2 separate regions of the Triticum aestivum genome follow, and region 1 is linked to region 2. The links are chromatin contacts, called in public Hi-C maps. All regions are on one chromosome and are shown on one strand. The core of a region is the stretch at or near the end of the contact, and the rest is flanking DNA. Distances in the headings are between cores, read along the strand shown.

What was found. A called contact is a pair of places that touch in the nucleus more often than the background predicts.
Region 1: a Hi-C map of leaf shows a contact between it and region 2, with 4 times the contacts expected there. The contact joins the promoter of LOC123071476 here to the promoter of LOC123071474 in region 2. A contact is called at or near these places in 2 of 5 Hi-C or Micro-C datasets (leaf and root).

Annotation. Positions count from the first base shown.
Region 1 is chr3B:652,098,414-652,104,789 of IWGSC CS RefSeq v2.1, reverse strand. It overlaps LOC123071476 (nucleobase-ascorbate transporter 12), which reads right to left and starts at 3,272. Exons shown (of 10, transcript XM_044495049.1): 1 at 2,654-3,272; 2 at 2,461-2,558; 3 at 2,190-2,360; 4 at 1,959-2,059; 5 at 1,134-1,269; 6 at 992-1,042; 7 at 595-882; 8 at 1-170. The coding sequence starts at 3,149.
Region 2 is chr3B:651,813,453-651,819,170 of IWGSC CS RefSeq v2.1, reverse strand. LOC123071474 (GABA transporter 1) reads left to right here and starts at 2,181. Exons shown (of 4, transcript XM_044495046.1): 1 at 2,181-2,477; 2 at 3,892-4,122. The coding sequence starts at 2,369.

The DNA of each region.
Region 1 (6,376 bases), core at 2,023-4,522, 280 kb before region 2:
GTCACAGCGATCGTATGTACATTTTCTGTTATTGTTGCTGACCCAACTCCTGTTCCCCACAGGCCAGCCAAGACTGTGGAGATACCCTCAACGCCTATACCCCTGCTAACAATTCCAGCTGTTGGTGGTCTTGTGGCCACAAACAAAGATGACGCATGGTAGGAACCAACCTTAAGTCAAGTGAACACAGCAGAATTGTAAGAAGATAGGATTTTTTATTATGATGAGCGTTCAATGGTTCCACCAGTATACTATATCTACATAAAGATCCAATTTCAGGTAATCAGAACAATAGTAAGACATGTGTCTGGGAAGGAAGCTTATTTCGAGTTGATGGTTAACAAAGACTCTTTATAGTGTAGATAATTTCAAATAAGGTTTTTTTTGCGGATAATTTCAAATAAGTTAACTATATCTACAGACACATTGTAATACTCCCTCTGTAGACAAATATAAGACGTTTTAGCTCACTAAACAGTGATCTAAAACGTCTTATATTTGTTTACAGAGGGAGTACATTGCAAGCTTATTTGAAGAACATATAAAATAAAGTAAAGCCAATATGATGAAGGTTTGAAACAAATCCCAACTTACAGAATCAACTGATGCAATAACTGATACAAGACACATCACAAGGCCCATTTTCCAATTGAAAACTGGAGTGCCCCATTGCAGCGGATACGGAAATCTGAACCAAGGAGAAACTCTCAAGGCATGTGAAGTGTCTACACGGCAAGATTTCATCTTCAATACATGCTTCCGGCAAAAGGCTGATATATTGTTTGACGCAGGAATATTTGCATCGCAACCTTTGTAGCTGTAAACTCCACTTGCTGTCAGAGCGAAAGCAACAGCCCATGTGATTCCTAGACCAAGAGGAACCTAAAGGGGCAGCACATCAGTAGTTCAAAGGTTAGTATCTCATGCAGTCGCAGTAACCGTAATGCAGCATAAATGAAGACAACAGGTCAATACTTTTAGCCCATCTTACCGCATAAATTAAAAAAACCCGGTAGCCAAATAACTTTATTTTTCGAAGGTACTGCACCAAGGGAAATATAAAAATATCAGCATAGAACTATTTGTAGTGAAGAAGACATTACAGCATTTAACAAGATTTCAAGTGTACTCACTAGTGCAAAGATAATGACCATCATTAATTGCAAGAGGCCCATCTCTATACATGACCCTAATTTAGTGAACCCATAACTGAAAAACGAAAGTCCAACAGCTGCGACCGTTGGTGAGACGACAATTGGATTTATCAACCTGAAATAAACAGAGATTGAATTGTAGAACAGAAGAACAAACTTAGCTTGGTCGATGGTCACAATGCCAAGCCAATCTATTGCACGAGCCAATGAATTCAGCACAGAAAGATGTTTAGGATACTGGGATATATCTAGGCTCCCCCTCAGGCCTATGCCGTGGACTATATTGGGTTACAGATATTTTCTTAAATTTTTGAAAGACAGCTCTTGAAGTTATGACAACTTGGATCTGATACCATATTGAGTTGCATACTTGCAGGCACCAACCAGTTAGCCCAAAAGCCTAAGTTGATAAGGAAAGGCTGATTCTATACCCACGCTTCAGTAGTTGTAAACAAAGTTAACTTACGGACACAAATCCATAACAATAGCACTCAAAAGCGGGAAATGATCATTAAGATGTTTACTTATGTTGATATCATGCAATGCTAATAATTAATCTTTACACAGTAGAGCTAAGTGAAAGTTGTGTCTCATATTCGAAATATAAGTTACTTTGCGGTAACACAAAACTACCAGAGTAAATTTCGCTACCTATGAGCATGCATCGTTCAAATCTCGATTTATTCACTGCCTAGGTCAATCAGGTCCATGGCAAAATCCTATTAGCATATGGACATGTCAGAGCAGCAGCAGACAGCTAAGATGAAAATGACATGTATCTTATTAGAAGCAAGGGAACAGAACCTTAGAAATAGTGACATGAGGCCTGTATATCCCAGCAGCACTTGGAATACACCTCCTATTATGATAGCTCCCTGCAGGTGCTTCATAATGTGTTTAAAGTTCTGCAATGATATAATTTGAGTTAATCTCAGATAACTTATTTCACAGGCCCTGCATTACAACATGTGCCACGAGCATGTTATAGAGGCTGTGTTGTGTCACTATAACACAAACAGGAAAAAAAATGCATACATTGTCATTGAGCCCAAAGAATTCAGGGGAGTTGATAATTGCAAGCGCGGGGGCAAGGTACACAAAGGATGGCCCCTGCACAAGTGGCAGCCTCGTTCCGAACAATGTGTGCAACAATGTGGTTAATCCTGAGACTAGCAACACCGTCGACACCACCGCTGCCGTGTCATCCTAAAAGATATGCATCCAAACAGCACCTATTAAGCAACACACCGACTGAACAGCCATGCTATATGAAAATGAGATGGTAAAAATTCAATGATGAACTCACGGCCGAGCCACCCATTGCAGGAACCATCACGAGCGGGACCAGGATGATCGACCCGAGCATGGAGATGTAATGCTGGAATCCGTATATCATTACTGGAACTGCAGCACAGCTTAAAAATGCACACATTAGCAAGCCTTATTATAACTCTCATTGGAACTGTGGGTGTTTCGGCTTTCCTCCTTAGGGTACTTACATATTCCAGGAGAGTCACGGAGCTCGTACTTCACGTGCGCCGGCCGCTCCGGCACATCCTCTTCCTCCTGCAGCTGCGGCAGCGGCGCCGCGGCCGGTTGCCCATTTGGCCTTCCTCCCTCCGAATCCCTCCTGCGCGTCCTCGCGGGAGGCGCTGCGGGCGGTTGTTGCTGCTGTCGCTGCTGTGGCGGCGGCTGCGGCTGCTGCTGCTTGGCATTGGTCGCCGCGGCGGCGGGAGGGGGCGGCAGGGCGGGGTTGGGCCGGGCCGGTGGGCCGGACTCCAGATCGGCGGGGGCGCCGGGCGGGCGGGGGAGCGGAGCCTGCCCGGAGTTGGGAGCAGAGGCGGTGGCGCTGGACTCGCCGGAGACGCGGGGCTGGAAGCCGGTGCGCTTGGCCCAGGAGAGGGGCTGCGGCTGCGGCTGCGGCGGCGGCGCCGGGGGCCAGGGGCCGGGGCGCGAGCGGCGGGGCGGCGGCAGCGCGCCGGACGAGGAGGCCATGGCGGGGGCCCGGGCCTCACCGCCGGCGAGCGGCGGCGCTGGGGGGAGGGGAGGGGCGAGGGTTTTAGGCGAGGGGTGGTGCGGGTGGCGGAGGCAGTGAGCTGGAGACGCGTACTGGCCCGTGCGTGCGGGCGGTGCGGGGACGGACGGTGGCGGAGATTTTGCGATGGGGTGACTGACTGGCCGCGGGGCCCGCGGCGTCAGTGCACGTTATGGCGTCGCGGGGGCCGCGTGGCTGGCCCGCGTTTGAAATTTCGGGGGACGCGGCGTGACGGCGAGGGTTTCGGTCAGCCCGCCCGCCCGGTTTGGTCCCGGTCCTGGTCGAGCGGCGCGTCGCGTGACGGTGACTGTGACCGTGACTGTGTGTGTGATCGAGTGATCGTACTCGGACGTTGTTTGTTCCTTTTGTCACTAGCGGCGGTGCACCTTACGTGAGGCCGTGGAAGTTATTACCGTGGTACGGGATAAGCAGGGTTCTCGTGCGTCCGCTACGGAATTACTAAGGCCAACTCCACCGCGCGACCCTATCCTGTCCGGACCGTCCGTTTGGGGTAAAAAGGACAAAAGAGGCGGCCCAGTGCGCGGTCTCAAACGGACAAATGTCCGGATTCCGTCCGTTTTCGACCCATCCCCGGCCCAAACTTGCGCTCGGTTTGGGGTGAAACGGACGCGCGCGGACGGCCGCGACGCACGCCCTTGTCCCCCCGTGGCCCGCCTGTCGGGGGACACTAGCAGTCCGTCCGCTCCCAACGCTTCACCCTCTCTCCCCGCCCCGCCCGCCGCCGGCGCCGCCTCTATTCTCCGGCCGCCTCCTCACCGTGCAGCCCCGCGCCGTCCATACCAAACTACGTCTCGACATGGCCGCCACCACGCCCGCGCTTTCGCCGTAGTTTTGGTCGTCTATCGGGGGAGGTTTGGCCGTCGCCGTCCTTGCCGGTGGCGGAGGGGACACGACCGCCGGCGACCGCTCTTCAAGGCGGATTCCGACGAGATCTCCAGAGCGGCCAGTAGCCGGCCGACAACCATCCCTGCTGCGTCGAGTGATCATCGCGGCCTCTTCACCACCACGACCGGAAGGTGTTCGACTTTTTGCCATCAAAGGTATGGACAGTGGAGACAAGTTTTTCTTTCATCACTTCCTTTGTTCGTCGGACGATTCATCGTCGGATGATGAAGATCTTGTGGTGGCTGCACTGGTCGTTCACGACCATATTCAACGACTGCTTCCTCGGTACAGGGGCTCACTCCCTGGCCGTGCTCCCAACCTGAACCGCAACAGGGAGAGAGGCCACGCCCTGCTTTATGCCGATTACTTTGCCAACACCCCGCTCTTCAAGCAGGATAAATTTCGTCGCCGTTTTCGTATGGCAAGGCATGTGTTCAATCGTATCCGAGAGGGAGTGGTTGCTCATGACCCATACTTCGAGTGCAAGACGGATGCCCTTGGCAAGCTTGGGTTCTCCTCTTATCAGAAATGCACCGCGGCCATCTGCATGCTTGCATATGGTATTCCAGGCGATCTGGTGGACGAGTATGTGCGTATGAGTGAGACAACATGTCTGATGTCAATGTACAAGTTTTGTCAGGCCGTGATCGAGGTGTTTGGCCCAGAGTACTTGAGACAGCCAACTGCCGCTGATACAGAGAGATTGTTGGCGATCAACGCAGCTAGAGGCTTTCCAGGCATGCTTGGCAGCATAGATTGTATGCATTGGGAGTGAAAGAACTGTCCATTTGCTTGGCAGGGCCAGTACAAGGGGCATGTTAACGGGTGCACTGTCATATTAGAAGTGGTGGCATCGCAAGATCTTTGGATATGGCATTCTTTTTTCGGCATGGCAGGTTCTCACAATGATATCAACGTGCTGCAACGCTCTCCAGTCTTCGCAAGGCTTGCAGAAGGCCACTCCCCACCTGTCAACTTTGAGATCAACGGCCACCAGTACAACAAGGGATACTATCTAGCAAATGGTATATATCCTCAATGGTCAACTTTTATGAAGTCAATCTCGAAACCCCAAGGTGAGAAGAGAAAGAGATTTGCCCAAATGCAAGAGAGTGTTAGAAAGGATGTGGAACGTGCTTTTGGTGTGCTTCAATCCCGGTGGGGTATCGTTCGAAACCCTGCATTGTCATGGGATGAAAGGAAGCTTTGGGAGGTGATGACTGCTTGTGTGATTATGCACAACATGATCGTCGAGGACGAGCGTGATGAGAATATCTTCGACCAAGGATTTGATTATCAAGGTGAAAATATTGAGCCCCTGCACCAAGACCCGGCCTCATTTGAATAGTTTGTCCAATTCCACCGTGAGATGCGTGATTGGCACATTCATTTGAATCTTCAAAATGACTTGGTTGAGCACGTCTGGGATCACATTGGCAACCAATAGATGTATTGGTCCAATTTAGGTTCAGTCGGGACAATTTCGATTTGGTTGTAAAACTATTTTATCAAAGACAATTTCAGTTGAGTTGCAAAACTATTTTAATTTTCACACAAATATTTGGGTTGGAAACTAGTTTTGATGCAATTTGGGCATTTTTGGCCCTGACAGACAGGATGGGGCAAATGGATGCGGCCGCGCGCTGGGCGCACGTCCACCGCATCCCTGGACAGGTCCGGACACGACCCCAAATCGCTACCCAAACGGACAGAATCCGGACAAAACGGACGTCCATTTGGGGTCGCGCGGTGGAGTTGGCCTCCACCGCGCGACCCCATCTTGTCCGGATGCGTCCGTTTGGGATAAAACGGACGAATAGCGCGGCCTCAAACGGACAAATGTCCGGAATCCGTCCATTTTTGACTCGTCCCCGGTCCAAAGTTGCACTCGGTTTGGGGTGAAACGGACGCGCGCGGACGGCCGCGACGCACGCCCTTGTCCTCCCGTGGCCCGCCTGTCGGGGACACTAGCAGTCCCTCCCTCCCACCGCTTCGACCCTCTCTCTGCCGCCCCGCCCCGCCGCCGGCGCCGCCGCTATTCTCTGGCCGCCTCCTCACCGCACAGCCGCCGGCCGTCCATACCAAACCACGTGGCCGCCATCACGCCCGCGCTTTCGCCGTTTTCGCCGTAGTTTTGGCCGTTGATCGGAGGAGGTTTGGCCGTCGCCGTCTTTGCCGGTGGCAGAGGAGACACGACCGCCACGACAGCTTCGGACGGCTCTAGAGCGGCCAGTAGCCGGCCGGCAACCACCCCTGCTGCGTCGAGGTGATCATCACGGCC
Region 2 (5,718 bases), core at 932-3,431:
CGGCCAAGCCGTGCGCCGTGGCCGGCAACGAAAACTCCCACCCCTACACCTACACCTCCGTTCTGTTCATCAATCGGTGGCCAAGTTGCCACACGCATCTACGCAGCAACGGACTTAACCATGAACGCCCCTCCACTGTCCCATCAGCTAGATGCGCTCCATCGGTACGCCCCGGTCGTTCCATCCGTCGAGACAACGAAACCTGGGTGTAATATCTATATCTATATTACTTATAAAAGAGCAAACATAATTTTCTTTAAGTGCACCCCACAAAACGTACACGGATACATTACCACCGCATGATTATCCCACTAAACTCAATCTAACGGCTAGCCTTAACCTAATCTGTTCTCTGTGTGCACTTAGCAATTTACATGGACTGACCGTACTCCACCGTGAAGGAAAATATGAAGTCCACGCCTGGTCAATTAGGAAACTATAATCACGGACACATCCTATTAAGAAACTAATCACGGACGCATCTAATTATTAGGAAACTAATCACAAACGCATCCTATTATTAGGAAACTAATCACGGGTGCATTCTATTATTAGGAAAATAATCACGAGCGCATCCTATTAGGAAGTTAATCATGAACACATCTAATTATTAGGAAACTAATCACGGACGCATCCTATTACATAACTAATCACGAACGCATCTAATTATTAGGAAACTAATCGCGAGTGCATCCTATCGTCTCCTATGAGGGAATCGCGATCGCGAGTCGCCTGTTGTCACCAGCCGACCACCCACGCGAGCCACAATGGGAGACATGCGAAGAGGAGCTGCGACTTCCTCCGAACACGCACACATGCCGTCGCCGCCTTCGTCTTCTGCCTGGAGGGCAGGTCACTCTTCTACTGACTGCAACGACTTCGCATCATACAGAGAGACCAACCATGTTTCTCCGAATATCTTGAACCATGATCCTTATGACTTCATCTCTACTACTTATAAGAAGTACATTTTTTTCATTTGACTGTTTTCCCGACTTGGGAGGTAAGGTATGTTTTATCCACTAGAGTTGCTAAAATTGGAAGCATATCTGCAGTTTTTTCTTTCTAAACCGGCATTTGTTGGCCCTTTTTTGCCACTGTTATTCTTACAAGTGGTAGCCTACGTATCATTATTACTACAAACTGAGAGGATAGTTGTTATATTGTCAAAATTTTAGAATGTTGAGCCCTTAAAGAAATGTGTAGTACTCAAGTAACTGTTCCAAGTTGTCATATTAATGCTTTTGTCCCGTGATTAACAAGTATAATTACGCAATTTATCAATGTAATTTTTATTTGGTTTACATGTTCTATTTTCATAATAAAGTAAGCCACTTTTCTTGCTTCCAGACATTACAACACTTGTGGTGTAATAGTAGAATCGGATGGTCCAACTAGCATTTTTTTTGTCTTGTTTCACAGTTGATTCTATGCAGTCAAGACATCTCTACACTTCTCTATGTGACAATGGCTTCCTCTTTTCAACAAATCATAAAGGTCTCTTCCCGCTATTGTGTGGTTGACACTCAATTGTAATAATAATTCTTAACTGGAGTTTGTTAGCACTGAAACGGTTCCTTAGCTTGTCCTAAGTGACTTTTTCATGTGTGATTATACTTGCATAAATGTGTGCATATGGAGAATCATGATGAATCTTCTAAATAATTTTGAGTTTTAGACATTGGGAAAAATGGGTGGTCTTTTAATACAGGAGACATGTTGATTAAGGAGAAACGAAATTTCAAATTATTTGTATGAGTTGGGAATAAGAGATTGTGTACTTTATAGGGAAATTTCAAATTTATGAATAAATTGTCTTGTATTAAGTATAGTATAATGTGTTAATCTAAATAGACGCGTGTTGCACGTGCACACTTATTAGTCCAAATAGACGTGCGTTGCACGTGCATATTTACTAGTTCAGTATAATCACATGCCTTTGTTTTTTTTCAAGAAAAAAAATCACATGCCTCAACGTGTTAATTACTCTCTTAATTTAAAACGTTCTTAGATTATGAGACGGGAGGGAGTATTTCGCTGTAGGTTCAGTTAATTTGCCGGTGGAGCGGCCAAAAGAGAATCAGGATTCAGGAGTGATACGCGCGCGCGCTCTTGGCGTGCGCTCACATTAGTCGGCTTTTCGGCACGGCACCGCGGCGCCTATATAGGGAAGTAGCTCAGCTCTCCGCTGCGTGCACATATCGATCGAGCAAAGGGAAGAGAGGGGGAGAGAAGAGAGAACCTTCTCGACCGGTGAGAGATTATTTTCACGACGTGTGAGCCTGGCACTGGTAGCTTGGCCAGCCACCTCTCTTTCCGGGCCAGTCTTCTCCCCGCCTGTCAGGAGCTAGCGAGCTAGCTAGACGGCATGGGGGCTCCGAGCAGGGAGGAGGAGGAGGCGAAGAAGATGGAGGCCGGCGGCGACACCGTCGGCCAGAAGCTCGACGCCGGCGCGCTCTTCGTCCTCCAGTCCAAAGGTGCCTCTTTCATCTGCAATCACTTTCTCTTCTGTGGCACGTCAGGGGAGCACATGACCTGCATGTGTTCGTGGAGGGAGCGTCAGGAATTCAGGATCATGTTGCATGAAACTGTTGATTGGCTGTCCCAGCTAAAACAGTAGCCCTGATTACTAACTGTACATAGCACCAAGGTGGCTTTGGCCATGCCATTGAAGCTCCATCTGTGGTGATGTCCTGATCAAAAGTTCTTGCTAGCTAGTGGATGCATGTGTTGAATTGGCCCCTTGCCCATATCTATCCTTTCAAGAGAGTCTCTTCTTCTTTCATCCTTTTTTCACTGTCTACTTTTATGGGAGTTGTGCTTTCAACATGCCTGCCTTTTCCCCCTGCAAATGTCACCTTTTTTACTTTCTCTCCCCTCTCCACTCTGCGTGCCCAAACGTTCTTTAGCAGCAAAGAAAGAAGAGACAAAACACAATAGTACTCGCGGCACGCAGGGATTCCTGGCCATCCATAGATGGCCATACTCCTCCATGTGCATTCCCGCAAAATGTGCACTGCATCTTATTCCTAGACTAGAAAACATGTGCACTAAATATTACTACTATCTAGTGTCTGTAAACATGTGCAGCCAGATCACCCCAACATAATACTAGTATTAGTCTGCTTAGCAGCCAGTCAACTGGTCTAACGTCTATGACGCTCCAGCAAGTAATGTTTTTTCAACTTCCATTAAGTAATTATTAGTTAGACCAACTTCCATTAAGCATTTGCTTGTGCTAAACGAGGTGTTAGTAGTGGTGTGTGCACCGTGGCCGGATCGGACTGGTACACAATCACCATCTCGCGGATACAATACATTCATCACGCATCCATATTGCACACGCTGGACAACATTAACTAGCATTGTCTTGCAGAAAATAGACCACTGAAAGGTCGGCCGCTACGGCTTGAAATTCCACGCTGATAATCATACTATACATGATTATCCACTCTAGCTAGAGAAGACGAATAGTAACAAGTGCGGCTGTAGGTTTATGTCAGTATCAATGCCAAGTCTCCCAGCACGTCTTGTATGTTGAGCTGTTGACCCCTGAACCACACGCTCGGCGTTCCGATTCTGACGAGTTCCGATTCTGAGGAGAAGCGTTGAGTGCGCTGACGTGCACCCAAGGAAGATAAACAAGTTTTATCATCGGCACATGATTTCTTCGATGTGGTGCACGGTGGATTCGTGGGGCTTATGATATCCGCCAACTTTTGACCGAGCAGCCACGTCTTGGGGTGGGCACGGCGACCCCATTTTCTGATAGCACGCACGTGACATTAGGCCATTATGTTAACAAAAGTATCCTCGCTTGTCGACAATGAACAGACAGTGTTTCGTGGAGCGGTAATAACTGACATGTCGATGTGTGCAAATATACTGCAGGGTCATGGCTGCACTGCGGGTACCACCTGACGACGTCGATCGTGGCGCCGCCGCTGCTGAGCCTGCCGTTCGCGTTCGCGGCGCTGGGGTGGTCGGCGGGGATGGTGTGCCTCGTCGTCGGCGCCGCCGTCACCTTCTACTCCTACAACCTCCTCTCCCGCGTGCTCGAGCACCACGCGCAGCAGGGCCGCCGCCAGCTCCGCTTCAGGGACATGGCCGCCGACATACTAGGTCAGTACACTAACAGATCGAGTTAACACGTACATCATGCGATTACGTGCTCTGGACCTCCTTTCGTAATTTTAGTATGTCATAGCTCTAATCATGTACTTCCTCAGTCACATAATATCATGTACTCCTTTCATCCCATAATATAAAACATTTTTACAAGCAAATTTAGGTTAAAAAACATCTTACATTGTGAAACGGAGGGAGTACAAGATGGTAGAATTAGTCGTTGATGGACAGGCCCGAATGCTACGTGCAGTACGCACCCAAGCAAGTTTGTGCAGTCCCCGACGTATGGTCTGCGTGCAGGACCATCGCTTTCTCTGGTCAAGCGATTTAGGTCCCCGTCGAGATGCCACCGTTCAACTACATATATACACCGCCGTGCGCCGTGCACGGCCGCACAAGTCCACGTCAAGCATGCATGACACAGGCAGACAGTCGATGTCCAAAACCCAGGCACCATCTTCCTGTACGTGGCGTTATCCTTTTTTTTTTCTTTTTTTTTTGCGTCGAATTCAGGACTTTATCAACGTAAAATCATAGTGTTACTGCCCGCAGGCTAGAAACCAGAAACTCAGGGCTTGCATCAAGCCAACTCTCGGTGCCATCAAGTGTGCTAGCTAGACGAGCACATTGATGCGCCGGAATATTACTTTCCCTGCTGACATGAGTAACAGAAAGTGAAGCAAAGGAAGCACCGATGTCCTCTAATTCGGTCAAGATAGGCGCTGCAACTGAACGAGTGTTGTTGCGCGAATTCCATAGATCAACTAGCTCCAATCAGTCAATCTCCATGATCACATGTGAGAAACCGCGAAGTTGCGCAAAGATCATCCCGTCTCGAAAAGCAAGCAACTCTGCGATGAAGGGGTCCGTTATGCCAATCACTGGCTTGCACCAGGCACCAAGGAACGCAAAGTGCGATCTAGCCACACCTCCCGCTCCCCCCTTCATATCCTCAGCATTGAGCGCGCCGTCAGTGTTTATAGTGACCCACCCGGCCTCGGGTGGCCTCCAGCACTGTCCAGCCCTCAATCTCCTTCGCGAGGAGGGAAATTCCAAGATCGCCAACGTCTCGTGTACCCATTTCAGTGCTTGTACAGGGTCGTAACCATCGCGATCATGAGTCCAGCAGTTCCGTGATGACCATATGCTATGCATTATGGTAATAATCTTGCATCTTTCCTCATCAATGAACATAGGGTCAATCAGAATATCACGTGTCCACGTGTCTGGGTGCAAGCGTGGGAGGTGTAGCTGAAATCTGTCCCTTGCCGCAGCCGAAAGCCCTTGCATGAGTGCAATGGATCAGAGCATGTTGCATGTCTTCGTCCGTTGCTTTGCAAACATCACACAGCCCCACCTGCTTGATGTGTCGATAACGCAGAGTAGTCGAGTCAGGGAGAATCCCGCGGAGAACTCTCCACCGAAAAATCCCGTGGCGTTATCCTGCCGTCACATGATTCGAGCGTAAAACCAGCATGCCGGACATCTGCACGTACGTACGTGTATAGCACCGATGGATGGGCAAATGATGGGCGTGTTGGACTACTCCACGGCCTTGGTCATGCATGCATGGCCGATGCATCTGAGGTC